Regions from separate parts of the Mus musculus genome. Here region 1 is linked to region 2. Evidence: chromatin contacts called from public Hi-C data. All regions are on one chromosome and are shown on one strand. Each heading gives the region's core, a stretch centred on a gene start, on an enhancer-like site or on the middle of the called end of the contact. The rest is flanking DNA. Distances are from core to core; before and after follow the strand shown. Region 1 overlaps Igf1os (a long non-coding RNA gene). Region 2 has its middle 100 kb from the start of Gm30073.

Evidence for each region. Hi-C and Micro-C count contacts between places; a contact is called where the count stands out from the background.
Region 1: a Hi-C map of bone marrow-derived macrophages shows a contact between it and region 2, with 61 read pairs. The contact joins two enhancer-like sites. A contact is called at or near these places in 8 of 484 Hi-C or Micro-C datasets (the AML12 cell line, the HPC-5 cell line, bone marrow-derived macrophages and 4 more), 5 of 115 datasets of contacts at active chromatin or transcription factors (bone marrow-derived dendritic cells, embryonic stem cells, microglia and 1 more) and 1 of 9 other capture datasets (bone marrow-derived macrophages).

What each region holds. Positions count from the first base shown.
Region 1 is chr10:87,836,049-87,843,669 of GRCm38.p6, reverse strand. All of the region lies in intron 1 of Igf1os (a long non-coding RNA gene), which reads left to right. Among named protein-coding and RNA genes, the nearest start is that of n-TKctt21, 9.9 kb to the right of the region's middle. Within about 2 kb of position 3,994, at least 4 of the 459 cell types and tissues checked have an H3K27ac peak or open chromatin away from gene starts, as enhancers often do. A contact at or near this core is called in bone marrow-derived macrophages, where this site is marked.
Region 2 is chr10:87,691,412-87,698,365 of GRCm38.p6, reverse strand. No RefSeq gene overlaps it. Among named protein-coding and RNA genes, the nearest start is that of Gm30073, 100 kb to the left of the region's middle. Within about 2 kb of position 2,110, at least 9 of the 459 cell types and tissues checked have an H3K27ac peak or open chromatin away from gene starts, as enhancers often do. A contact at or near this core is called in bone marrow-derived macrophages, where this site is marked.

The DNA.
Region 1 (7,621 bases), core at 2,745-5,244, 140 kb before region 2:
TATACATCATTAGTGCATTCGTTCGGTATGGTGGTTTCATAGCTATAATAATCTTAGCTCATTAGTAGTGAGTGCTAATTTAAATTATGAAATTGCATCAAAATTTTGTTAGAATCAGGTGGATACCTATTTTGGAAAATGAGAAATTGTAGCAAATAAAATTCAGGTGGTAACCAGCCAGGAGATTTCTGACGCTCTCAGACATCTAGAACAGCAGTTCTCCACTCGTGGGTCGAGGCCCCCTTGAAGGTTGAAGTGTGCTTTCATGGGGGTCGCATAGCAGATACCCTGTATAGCAGATATTTGCATTACGATTCATAACAGTAGCAAAATTGCAGTTATGAGGTAGCAACAAGATAATTTTATGGTCAGGGGTCACCATAACATGAGAAACTGTATTAAAAGGTCACAGAATTAGGAAGGCTGAGAACCAGTGCTCTGGGGGAATTCAACCAATTCTTACCCCGAGGGCAAAAGCAAAAGCATCCATCTTTTCAGTTTACTACCAAGTGCTGGAAACGCTGACGGCCAACCCAGAAACCCACAGCCCTCTTCCCTTCCTGCGCTCAAGCCTGTGCATCTGACCTCGTGGAAGAGACGAGCAAAACAGAGCTCCAGCATTTAACAGCTTCTACCCATTGTGGTTCTTGGGATGGGTAGGGAGGAGAAATAGAAGATCATATTTTCAGCCAGGAAAGTTAATTTCAAGATCAAAGTCAAAGTCAGAGCATTTTTAAATCCTTCTCAAAAGAAGAAACGCAAATGACAATAAATATTTTTAAAGCGAATATATTTTTTAAGTCATCTATCATCTTTAAGAACAATTGAGGAGATCAAGAATGCTTTGGAAGCCCATCTCACCCCAGTTAGAACGGTTATGATTAAGGGGAAAAAGCAAATACTGGCAAGCCATAGGGAAGAGGAAAGTGCTTTGTCATTGTTAGTGTGAATAATTAAACTGGTGCAGCTACTAAGGAAGGAAGTGAGGAAGTTGCTCAAAAAACTAGAAATAGAGCTACCATATGACCGACTATACCATTACTGGATATATACCCAAAACGGTATGTATCCTAGTGTGGAGATACATAAATATTCATGTACATTGCTGTCCCATTCACAGTAGCAAGGAGATGGAGCCAACCTAGCTGTACATCAATCAATGAATGGATGATGAAAATGTGCTACATATCACATGAAATTTTATTCAGCAATAAGAAATGTGGAACTGAAATTTGCAGGGAAAAAAAATGGATCAAGCTAAAGAACATGTTAAGTCAACTCACCCAGACTCAGAAAGGCAAATATCCACACGTTCTCTGTCATGTGTCACTATTGCTTCTAGTGCACATGTATGAGTGGTTACATGGGAGCAAATGTGGGTCATGATCCTAAAACTAGAAAGGGACCATAAGAGTGACATGGCATGTGACGAAGGCGTGGTGGAGAGGGTAATAGAACACACATGACATGGACATGTGACATGGACATGTGACATGGACATGTGGCAGAGAGGAATACTGAAGGATTTAAGGTGCAGGTGTGGGAGAGTAGGGAAGGAGAACTAAGACGTGTGTGTGTGTGTGTGTGTGTGTGTGTGTGTGTGTGTGTGTGTGTGTGTATGTGTGTGTGTGTGTGTGTGTGTGTGTGTGTGTGTGTGTGTGTGTGAATGCACAGAGGAAACCTGTTCCTTTGCATCCTAATTTTAAAGGTCAGAACACTTCAGGATGTTGAAATGTTAGAGCTGGAAGGGACTTGCATTGGAAACAGTATAATGTCCAACTTTCTATTGATATCATAGCTCATGGAGGTGGAGAGAGTGGGATCTGATAAGGAGTTCTGCACATAATAACTGGGTGCAGTGACCCCAAACTTCTCAAGAAAATGAAGAAGTGGGTACTACCATGCCACATACATTCGCTGATGTTGCTTTTTATGGGGAAACAGGATAGGTACTTGTTTGGGGAAAGTTTCTCTTACATTTCTGTACCCAGAAAATTGGCCACACTAAAGTAAGAGAAATTTTGAAACAGGCTTTTAGGAAATAGGCCAGGCTTTAAGATAATTCAAGTACAGAAAGTAAAGCACTATGTTGACAAAAGACAGTGTTTCCTAAATAAGTACTAGAGGCATCAGCTTGTAGTTCTCCGGCCTCGAGCTAGTCAGTTGTCCTTTCTGGCTTTGCAGTCTCTCTTGGAGACAGCCTGAAGATGGTGTGGTGGTCCATGGCAGTAATTCCAGCACGCACGAAGCAGATGCAGGAGGATCAGGAGTTGAGGCCAGCATGGTTATGCATAGCCCAACCTCATCTTAACAAAAACAAGAACGTAAGGAGACCAGAAAAAAATTCTAGCAGTCACTGGCTGTGGGCCTTTGAACATATTACCTGTACTCTAAAATCTTCTTACTTATCAAAGTAGGATTATCAATACCCATCTCCTACGGGTAACACAAATAAGGCTAGCAGAGTGAAGTTGCCACTATGAGGATATTTGTACATATTTAATACGAATTGCTAGCCCCCAAAGTTCCTTAATGGAATCCATTGCAATGGCCATCTGAATATAAAGTTTCTGATGACTTGCTAAAGTTGGGACAAGGTCAAGGTGACCTGTATGAACCGATTTTTAATATCTTCAATTTATTTAAGTGTCAAGAAATAATCCAGCTAAAACATGATTGCAAAGCTTTGGGAATACCATCTGCTACCAAATCTACTGTCTTTTTTACTACCCTTCCAGGAACACTGAATTTAAATGTTCAACCTTGATACTTGTCTCAAAGAATTTAAACCTATCAAATTCAATTCAATTCAAATGATGAATAACCATACTAACCTTTTGTTAATGTGTACCAGTATAATTTGGAAGCTATGGCATTAAATATAGAGATTATCATTGCACATTGACTTGATTTTGATAGTTTGATGACTGCTATAGTTTCAGCTATAATCTTTGTTATATTGTTAATGCTCTCAAAGATGTTCATTCTATAGCCTGCAGGCCACACATGATCCAGGAGTGCTATGAATATAGCTCAACACAACATTGTAAATAACTTAAAACACTTTGGACCTCTCTCTCTCTCTCTCTCCCTCTCTCTCTCTCTCTCTCTCTCTCTCTCTCTCTCTCTCTCTCTCTGTGTGTGTGTGTGTGTGTGTGTGTGTGTGTGTGTGTGTGTGTGTGTATGTGTATGGTTCTTGAATAGGAACTTTGTGAATGATAATGTGTTGTAATACCATGCAAAATTAATGTGTATTTGTTCTCACAATCTGTAGACCCAGGGTTGCACACCCATGGTAAATGAGTGGCTGACTGGAGTTGGGATAAGGAAAGAAGAACAAGTTAAAGATCAAGATAAACATATAAATGAGGTCTTGAGGAAGCAGGAATCCAAGGCGCTACATTTCTTCCCTCTGTCTACCTCAGGAAGAGGACTTCCTTTGAAAATGGAAATGGTCCCTGAGAAGGTTGTGAGTCATTGAGAATGTGTGTTCCCCAGCAGACTAATAATGAACTCCTCCTGTCTTGGTGAGATGGTACTGTCTCCCAGTACTTCCAACCTCACCACTGAAAACTGCTTTTAAGACTTATCCAGTCCTGGTATGAGTGTTTGTGCCTAGTCTTATTGCATCTTGCTATGCCATGTTTGGTTGCTATCCCTACTCTTTTGTGAAGGGAAACAGAGGAGCAGTGGGGCTTGGGGGAGAGGGTGTGTGTGTGTGTGTGGAGGGAAGGCTGGTGTTGGGATGTATTGTATGAGAGAAGAATAAATAAGAGGTAAAAGGGAAGATAAAAGACTAATCTCAAAAGGGAGGCTGCAGTCAGAACTGTTACTCAATGCCTTCATAGAGATTAACTTTGCATCATTTAAACCCTCTTTACACTTCATCCAGGAGACCCTCAATATTATCTTATGCATCTTGTAACTTGTTGTAATCTGCACCATCCCCATCCCCACCCTTTTCATTGCATCCTCTGGGACCCATAGTGCACATCATCAGCAAAAATCTCCTACTTCTTCATCTTCTCTTACTTCCCCATTTTGCTCTGAAACCCACATGCTTATTGATTTTATCCACTTGGTGGAATTTACTTTTTTCTTTTTGTATCTTACATGCACAGGGGGCTTGAGAGTACAGATCGGTGTCTTCCTCATTTCCTGTGACTGTTTTCTCACAGTTTAGACCCTATATTAAACTACTCTGGATTGCAAGTGTTGGGGCAGACCACCTTCCTCCCAGGGATGCCCTTATCCACTGTCTTCTCGGTCAGTGCCCACCTTCATTACCTACTCACTGTCTGGACACTGCGTTTCTTTCCATCCGTGTTTCTACTAACATTCTTGGCTACATCAGCATCCATCTACGTCGTCATGTGGCTGAGGATCCTCTCAGCTCCTTTGTCTCCTTGCATTTAGTTTTCTCCTCCACCTGTACCTCACCTTTTAGTCTCCATTCTCTTTCTCTAGAGTCTAATTAAGCCATCCAGCTGCATATGTTCTATCAGTCATATGGAAATCTATCCTCAATCATGCCCATTCTTTACCTCCATTCCGCTTCCCTGATCACTGTCTCCTTGTGGCCTCAGTTGCCAATTTACCAACTTAAATTCCACGAAGCATTCTCATAATTCAGCTCTTGTGTGGATCTACTTTGTTCGTTCCTCCTTTCCCCAATTTTGTCAAAAACAGACACCATCTGAATTTCTTTCATGCTTGCACTTAAGGCAGCTGAAGTCAGAGAAAAACCTAATCTGGCTGAGTGGCTCCACTTTAGAGATATGGCCAGACAGCTCCAGTCTTCATTCAGCACAACTAGTAGAAATCTAAGGGTGCTGGGAATAACATGGAGAGTATTCAGAGAGATGATAAAACCAGATGAAAGGAGACTAGATGGGACTCAGATAAGAGATTAGTAAAACAAACAAACAAACAAAAAAACCAGAATGGATGTTGAAGCCTGGACTATAGAAGTGACCACAGTCATGTGAGCCAATGGGAAAATTCTAGACATATTTTAAGAGGTAAAATGAGCAGGATTTGCAAAGTGCCATTAGCTGGGAAAATTACCACTGCCTGTATCTATGCCTACCAGGTAGAAACTGGAAGAAATGGGTGAAGGTAGTCATTTCTAAATTTAAGATTTTATCCAGAAGGCTTCCTCCGAGAAGATGCAGTAGGAAAGCCTCTCTCTGCCTTGCTAGCCTTTTCCCTTCAACACCCCCAAGACTCATTCCTGATGCTTCACACTTTTCCTAATTTTTTTTGTAGTTCCCATTGTCCTCTTTATATTTATTATCTTCAAGATGAGAGGATAGAGAAAAGAAGATGCCGGCTCCTCTCATCTATAAAAATCCCTGTTTAAGAAAAGAAGTGCAAAGCAAACGGAGGGAAGGGATGTACTAACAACCATTTAAGACATTTCCATTTCCATGTGGAAGGATGAGGCATGTAGGCAACTGGACATAACAGTTTAAGAAGTAGAACTTGGAATTACAGTGGAGGCCATAGCAAAGAGAATAGGCATCGAGAATTGATGAACCTCCAGTTAGGGCCATCTCAAAATTCTCGGAGGAGCAATATGCGCCCTCTCTTCTGCACCCTTATCCTTCTGTATCCATTACTCTTTTATGCCAGTAGCTGACAGTTTATTTTGACCCTTTCCTTATCTATATCTCCTTTTGGATTGCCAGTGCCACAAGACAACGGATGCCTTTGCATATAGTGAGTGAAGTTTCTCTCACACCTTCCATCAGGAGCAGTGATGTGACTCCAGCTTAGAGTGTCAACTGTTTTTTACACTGTTGCCATCAATGATGGCTTAAGTGTGGTCACATAAACTAGTGAAGCCTAGAAGTGTGAGCAAACATGTTGGAGGTCTCCAGGGGCCTGGACTAAAAGCAATGCCAACTCAAATGAAAACAGACAGGAGACAAAAAGAAAGCAGCCAGGTCCTGGTGACTTTATTTAAGACCTTGGACCTCCAATAGATCTTGGATGGGATAAGTTCATGTCTAACACACATGTTAAAATGGTAAACACATTCTGACTTTTCTTTAATTTTGATCAATCTTCCTTAACTTTAATTACCTTCTCTTCCATTTAAAAACAGTAGAATCTGGGCTAATACAAGCTGTAACTGAATGATCTGAATGGAGGAATTCACTTGCACAGAATAGATAATGTACGGCTAGAACAAAAGGAATTATAAATGTATTTAATGAATGCTTGGAAGGCAGATACATTGAGGAAAGGCAGATATTGGAGGAAAGAAATTAAGTTGATAGAAAACAAGGAACCATGCGTAGCAGAAAAGAAGTGAGGCTTGGGAAGATGGTTCAGTGAGATTGCCTGTTCTGCATGCAGGATGATTTGAGTTTCAGTCTCCAGACTCTAAGTTAAAAGCCAGGCATGGCACATGTGACTGGGCAGCCAGACCAGCCCAAACAGTGAACTTCTAGTTAGCGAGTGACCCTGTCTCAAGGCAACAAGGCAGAGGGTGACAGAAGAGTCTACTTTACATTCTGTTCTGGCCTCTGTAGGTATATGCATATGTGTACACATCCATATACTCATGTGCATGGGACACACACACTCAAAAAAGAGAAAGAAGGGGGCTAGCAATATGGAGCTTAAATTAAAAGTGTACAATGAAATTATTCAAGGAACTTGATAAAGGACAAATTACTGGGTTTCATCCCCTGCAGATGTTGGATGGGGTCAGTAAGTTCATGCCTACCAAGTTCCCAGATGATAGTAAGTTTGCACCTTTGAGAACACTGATAATAGATTTTTGAGTAAGGCATAGGTTTATTAGAACTGAAAATGTGGGAAAAGAGTTTATCTGTGTTACATTGAATGGAGGAACATGTGGGCAGCTGGGAAGCAGTGTGGGGCAGACATGGTAGTTCAATCTGTTAACTGAGAGATGAGAGCCAAGAAGCAAGAAAGCCAGCTACAGGGAGTGCCAGCGAAAGCCTTTCTATCCACATGCAGGCTGAGTTTGAGGACACTTATCTGATAGCGTCTGAGAAATGCAGCGAGATCCTGAGAAACACAAGAGAGGAGGAGAACCAGAGGCAAGAGCCGCATGGGGTGGAGAAGAGCAGAGAAAACAAATGAGGTACAGAGGAAGAGGGCACAGAAAGTAAGAGGAGGGATGGATTCTGAAGAGGAACGTCTGTGCATGGAGGAACCCATGTTTTGACTGCTCAGTTCTTTTTCCTTAAAAGAAAACAGGACCCTGTGCATCAAGCAAGGAAGAAAGTATAAGAGGATGAGGTGAAGTGACACTGGGGGACCTTTCCAATAACTGTTCAGAAAGGAGCATCAAGGGAACACTATAGTTGATAATTAAACTAAAGAATAGAGAGACTTCTTTCTGCCAGTGCTCTGCAGCCCTGGTTCAGAAGCAGAGAAGGCTGAGTGGGTTTAGCTATATAAAGTTATAACTATAATACCTCCACTAATGGGTGCTCTGAGAATGGGTGTCTTTACTGTGAAAACAGGACTCTGTAAAACAAAATCATGTCCATAAATCACAGCAGGAGAACATTTGGAGCCTTATGACAAAATTGCCTGGTCTGTAGTTGCTTTTTTGTCTTGTCTACCCTAGATCAACATG
Region 2 (6,954 bases), core at 861-3,360:
CCCAAATCAGCCTTCCCAAATCTAAGGGATGGATTCTCACCTTTGTTTGGTTAGAGGTACCAATGCCTTCTGGACATGGTTTCATTTTAAAGGGCTGAGGGTACTTTTTTTTTTTTTATATATAGAATTTTCCTAATTTTAGCTATCCTCAAAGAGAATTAATTTTCTTCCTTAATAGAACACTTTCCTTCTGGGTTAAGTGATAGGATGTGAATGTTTGTTATAGGGCTATTGGCCATCATCCTTTATGATGGGCAGAGAAAATGCCCCCATCGCCCCATCTTCATCCCAACAGTAAAAGTGGGACATATACGTGAAGAGAAAAAAAGTTTACATCTCTGAACTTCTAGAATGAACAGATGCAAATATGGGAGTTATATGACAGAAACTGGACTGACTGGTAAGTACTGTTGTTCAGATAGTTTGGGTCATGTGAGTTTGGTAATACAATCATTCACATGTTAGCGAGCTAAATATTTATTGACTCTCAGAGTGAAATAGTTCATGTTAAAGAAACAGATAAAAGAAGAAAAAGAGCTACTTCTTGTGTTTGTAGTAAATTCATCATGAGAACTTCATCTTCCTTGTGTTTGAATTGCAGACTGAGCACAGATATAGGACTCCCTTAAGCCATGTAATATTTTTGTGCCTACATTTCCTAAGAGGACAAACAAGGGTTAAAATAATACATATCTCAGAAGGTGGTTTTAAGGATTAAGTGAAGCAATGTAATTAAGTGTGTGTGTTTATGTATGGTATGTATGTGTTGTGTGTATATGTGTGTAGTGTATGTGGTATGTGTAGTATGTAGTATGTGTATGTGTGTGGTGTTTATGTGGTGTTTGTGTGGTATGTGTATATGTGTGTTTATGTGGTGTATATGTAGTATGTGTGTGGTGTATGTGGTGTGTTTATGTAGTATATGTATGTTGTGGTATTTATATGGTGTTTGTGTGGTATGTGTATGTGTGTTTATGTGGTGTGTATGTAGTATGGGTAGGTGTGTGTGTGCATGTGTGTGTTGTGTGTATTGTTGTATGAGTGCTGCATGTACATGTTTATGTGGACGTATATATGCAAATGTTTCTAGGCAAGTGAGCTACATCCAACTGAGCTACATATTCAACTTTAAAACACAATTTTAAATTTATCATGGGCAATATGCTATTTCAAAATAGAGACAAATGGGGCTGTCAGGATATAACTAATCCTCCTGCCTGTCCTCCTTTTCCTCCTTCCCCACTTCTACTCTAACAAAGCCCCACATCAGAAGACTAAATGCCCTGCTTTTGTGTGTCTCTAAGTCATTTCTACCCTTACTTTCATTTGATATTTCTTCAAGGATCTAATGGCATTCTAAGGAAGCTTAACAAAGAGGATTTTTTTTCCTAGCTATGCTGAGAACTTTATAAATTAGTAAAAAAAAAATGGTTCCCTCATTGAGGATACATCCTTATACTGACAGCTGTGATGAGTCTTGAAAATGGAACCACCATTTTTTAAAAAAAGAAGAAGAAAGAAAGAAATCTTCCTTCCAGAAACCATGGGTCTTGGCTGGACTGCATGGTTGGTAACTGCACATCTTAACTCACACATACCCTTGGGGGGCGGGGCAATTCTGGCTGATGAGACCAGGCCATCTGTTATAAATAGCCAGTGGAGTCATGCTCTGGTGTCATTGCTCTTGTTCCACTTCTTACTGCTTTTGCCTTTGACGTTTTATGTCTAGTTTCCACGGGGACAATGCAGAGGGGCTGGAGGAAGTCACAAGACTCGTTGGGCCAATGTCTTCAAGGGTTATGTCATTTTCTTTAAAAGTAGCACTTTTTCCATTGAGAGCTTACTTCATGACTCTCACTAGAAGCTTTTAAATACATTCTGTAAGAATCAGCCTCATTTTACAGATGAGGAACCTGAGGCTGATGGAGTTCAGTTGTAAGAAGCAAGTCCAGTCCTGGATGCTTGGGTCTCTCTGACTCCAGAATCAGTATTTCTAGCAACAATAATCTCTGGGAGCAGCAAGGAAAACTCAGCTAAGTCCCTCCCATCACAGGGGACATAGCTCCAGTCATGGAGGATGAACGGAGAAAAAACTGACTTCCCCTTTAAGAAGTAGATCATGAATTCTTAGATGCTAAGCAATACCATCTCCTGTCCTGGGTCCTGGGACGCTCGTGGGTGGAGGAGCTTGCGATTCCTGGCTCTGGGACTGAAGTCAGTAAGTAGACACCTAGATGCTTCTGAATAAGTAGCTATACTCTGTTAGAAATCCTTCACTCATCAAGTAATGCTACATATGCGCTAGGGAAATGGTCAGAGACAGGGTTCTAATCCAAGCATTCTGGATCACTGTTATCTTGATTCCTTTTCGTCTCACTATTTGGGAATATGTTCTGCTGAAGAAGCAGGCATCCAGTTGTAGACTGTTAAAACGATGCTAGCTTCCTAACTTCAGAGAGCCACAGAGGTTCCTAAGAAAAGCCATCATGGCGTTGGTATCTGGTATCATATCTCACAGCAGTTTTCCTAGGACTGGCTGCAGGACCTAGCAGTGAGACCTCCCCACAATAAAGGGGTTCTGACAGGTGTTGGGTGATGTGAAGTAGTTAAGACAAGAGTTAGCTCCCTCAGGCAGTGAGGACACGGCTCATGGTGGCTCATGAACAAGTCACACACAGCCACTCCTTTGACTGAACCGTCTCTCTGGTCCAGGGAGCATGCGTACTGAATATAAAGTCCTCATTGGCTCAGCCCATCAGATACTCAAAACTGACCAATCCCAATAAAGATTATTTCAGTGTCCATCCAATTCCCACCATAGGAATCCCCGAGGCAAGACAAAGTGATGGTGTTTCTCCCTTCGAGCCCTTCCTACTCTCAGGAGTCCCTTCTACTCTGTCTTGCTAAATCTACTAAATCTTACTAAATCACTACTGTCCCACGTTATACCAGTTCTTCTAGAACATGAGACAACGACAGGCTCCGGGTGACTTTGGTAGCCAGTGATTGTCTGGCACCCTAGCTCCTACGAAGCCATGAAAAGTTTCTTGGTCTCCAAAATGCCACACTAGTAGGAAAGGGATAAAGTGTAGTGTGTGTGTGTGTGTGTGTGTGTGTGTGTTAACCACATCAGACTCTATCTTAATATGGAGCTAGATCCCAGCATTCATCTGATAGCAGCCTAATGAGTCTCTCAGCACTGTCTCTCTTTGGTTTTCTTTCGAGGTTCTGACTTTAGACTTTTCACTATCTCAAGACCAAATTGACTACATTGGCCATTAGAGGATGATGGCCTTATCTTTCCGCTCAAAGTCATTAATTTGTTTACTAAAAAACTGAGCTAATGTTTCTCCCGAATGAAACAATATGCTCGGCATTGCAAGGCGGGACCACCATGTGCAAGTGGAACATGCATCTGTGGCAGTCCTCCTCTAAATAATACAGACAAGGTCTCTGTTCTTAGAAAACATTCAAGGCTGAAAAGAAGTTGAATGGTACTTGGGAAGAAAAAATAATCATCCAGGAATATGTGACGTTTGAACTTGGTCCTAAGGTGGATAGAGATGGGAACGAGAGAGAACATGAAAGCAAATGTTGGCCGTGTGGACAAGAAGTGGCTTTGAATGCAGTATAGTCCAAGGCAAATCACACTGAGGAAGAGTCCTAGGAAATAAATGTAGAGACATGTCAGACACCGCGTACCAAGGGTTGGTACTTAACTGTGGGAGTTTTATATGAGTAAATGATTGAACAGATTGTTTCAAGTTACTTAGACTGGTCAGAAAATCAGAGAAAGAAAGAAAGAAAGAGAGAGAGGGAGGGAGGGAGGGAGGGAGGAAGGAAGGAAGGAAGGAAGGAAGGAAGGAAGGAAGGAAGGAAGGAAGGGAAGGAAGGAAGGAAAAAAGGAAAGGAAGGAGAAAAGGAAAGGAAGGAAGGAAAAAAGGAAAGGAAGGAAGGAAAAAGGAAAGAAGAGAGAAATGAGGAAGATCCTGCTGAATATTCATTTAACTGTTATTTAGCTTTGATTCAAACTCATAATTCTATGTTTTTATATAACAGCAATAACAAAAAACTGTATACAGTGGGTCAGGCTTATATAACTAGGCAAATTTAATTTACATTTGCAAATTAAAATATTTACAAATTAAAATCCTTTCTTGTGATTTGGCTCAGTCTTCTGTGAATTTTGTGTCATGTTACAACTTTAAACACAATAGGATCATAAGCAACCTACATTTCAGTGCCTAGTAATAGGGAGCAAATGGCAAGCTCTACCCCTACCAACGAGAGTCTTCCAGGTGGTGGTGGTGCAGTGTAAGACCAGAGTTACCTCTCTAAGCTTAGGCAGTCAGAACAGGGCTTATGGTGGGTCACCTGTGATCACAAGTGGGTGTTGGGACCCCCCTGATTCAATGGTGGTGCTTTCTCATTTCCCCTTCACCTTACATTCTACCTACTTGGGCAAAAATGGATTAGTTATTGGTGGCAGTGAGTTTCTCTTGGCCTCCTCTGACAGTTCCTTGAATGTAGGAAATGCTCAGCTAACGGCAAACACTACTTGATCTACCTAATAGAAGTAGATTAAGCAGTCTCTGAGTGAGACTAGGAGAGAAGCAGGGAATGGTAACTCAGCCAATGTCCTTTGAATGTTCTGTACCAAATCTCCACACCATCACCTTTCCTGGGGTGAGACTACACATAGGAAGATATGCTATACTGTGCTACTGATCATAATGTGGGTAACTCCCTCACTCTGTGGTTTGGTGTCAGGAATAGAGGGCAGAATTCTCAAGTATAACAACAGAAGCAAAAATCTCAGACAAAATTCTCAAGTCTAACACTATATATAGATCATGTTTCCATGTTTCTTTGCTAGTCTTATTAATTATCTCAGAGCTGAGACAGAGAACACAGTATGGTTTTTCTGGGTCTTTGTGACTTTAGGAACATGGCAGAACAGTGGTGGAATTTGCAATGTCAGCTGGGAATCTGTCCCTGGGACAGTCCCAAAGAGAAAGGGATATACTTTGTCACAAAATACATCCAGCCCAAAGCCTTCGGAGAAAATGCCAGTGCTTTACAGTGCATAGAATCAACAAGGAGGATCAGATCAAGGCACAACTGCAGGGGAAGAGCTCATGGTTGACAGGCAACCACTTCTGTAGAAGGCAGTTAAAAGAAAAGAACTTCATGCAATGATAAGGACATAACTACCTAACAAGTACTACTGAACACTAGTAGACTGAATTAAGGTCTTTCAGATATCCCTGTATTCCCAGAACCTATGGCAATGTTGTATATAGCAAGGGGCATTTGCAGCTGTGATTAGTGGTATTGAAATGGAGAGGTTATCATGGGTTGTCCAGGTAGTCCAGTGTTACCATTGGGTCTTTACAAGAGAGGATGAAGAGGGTAAGTGTCACCAAAAGGAGCATGGTGACAGAGGCAGAGGTCAGAGACTCAGAACAGAGTTGAGGATATTACACATATACCTTTGGAGACAAAAACAAAAGCATCTAGCCAAGGAATTGGGAGGGTGGATTGTAGAAGCTGGAAATAGCACAGAAGTAGAATTGCCCCCTCTAAGCCTCCAGAAGAGATGGAGCCTTGCTAGCACCTTGACAGCCCAGTGGACTGATTTGAGGCTTATCACATGTCTGTGTGGTGGTGAGTTGCTTTTGTTTTACACCCATGAGTTTGTTATGTGATTTTACGAGGAGCTAATAGAAGGTTCCTGAAACAAGTAGACATTTTGGCAAAGGCACAAAGGAGATGTAACCTGCAAAGCAGCTCTGTAGCCTCCTTGGGGGAAGGGTTCTCCCTCGCAGCATCAGCTATTCTGTAGGAAGATCAAGCACCTGGATGAGAGCATCGGTGCCCATGTTTATATACCTCACAACAGAAAGGTTTGTGATGCTCATGTGAGTGTAGACAATCTGAGCACTGCCTTCCTTCCTTTCTTTCAAAACTCCGAGTTAGTCAAGTCTCTTGGTATTGCTTAGTGTACTTTTATGATATTTATTTAGGTATTTGTTTTAATTTATATGTGTGGGCAGACATTATAACTAAATGAATTTTAGATAGAAAGTTGGAAAAACAATTGAATGTAGAAGATGTTCTAAGAACAGATTTTTTTCCAGTGAGAAAACAATATAAACACAACCCCTGCTTGAGACCTACAAGCGCTCTCTCTCCTCAGTATTCTTTTGTCATTGGAATATGTGGACTTATTTCACATCATGTGCCCCAATCCCACTCATCCATCTCCCTGTCCCTTTGTACCCACCTTTACCCTTGCAACCTCCCCCCAAAAGAAAAAAAAATCTTGTGAAATCTGTGCTGTGTCACACAGTGTGTCCTAAAGTATACCCTTTGGTCCACACCTCTTTGCTAGCAAATATTCATCACAATGAGCCATTGGTTTGGTTTGAGGCCTCTGGCTTCTACTACACTATCAATACTGGATAATACTGGATCTGTGATTCCTCTTCCATATCCCATTGTTGCCTTGTGTCATGGAGATCCTGCATCTTTGGATCTGTAGGACCAGACCCTCCATGCACTCAAGCAGTTCATAAATGAGGTAGATGTTTAGGGTGGGCCAACTCAAAGCCCCGAATCTGGGCCTGAATGGTAGCTAAGCTGATCAGCCAGCCAGTTCTATACCCATACCACTAGGGTGAGATCTCCAGCAATGACTTGGCTAGCTCAACCAATGATGATAGCAAGGGGCAGAGGGGCTTTCCTGCTGTCATGCCCTCAGGATGGCTCATTGGTGCCCACACCTGCAGGGTCAGCTCTGTTGTACTGATCATGCCAGGTATATGGCTCTTATGTCGCATCAGGCAAGGGGCTGGGCAGGCTCTTGGGGACAGAGGCAGCTCTCAGAACCTGCCATAGATGGTGAGGGGTATGGCAGAGGTAGCTCACCTCTCCCTCACATATGGATGGATG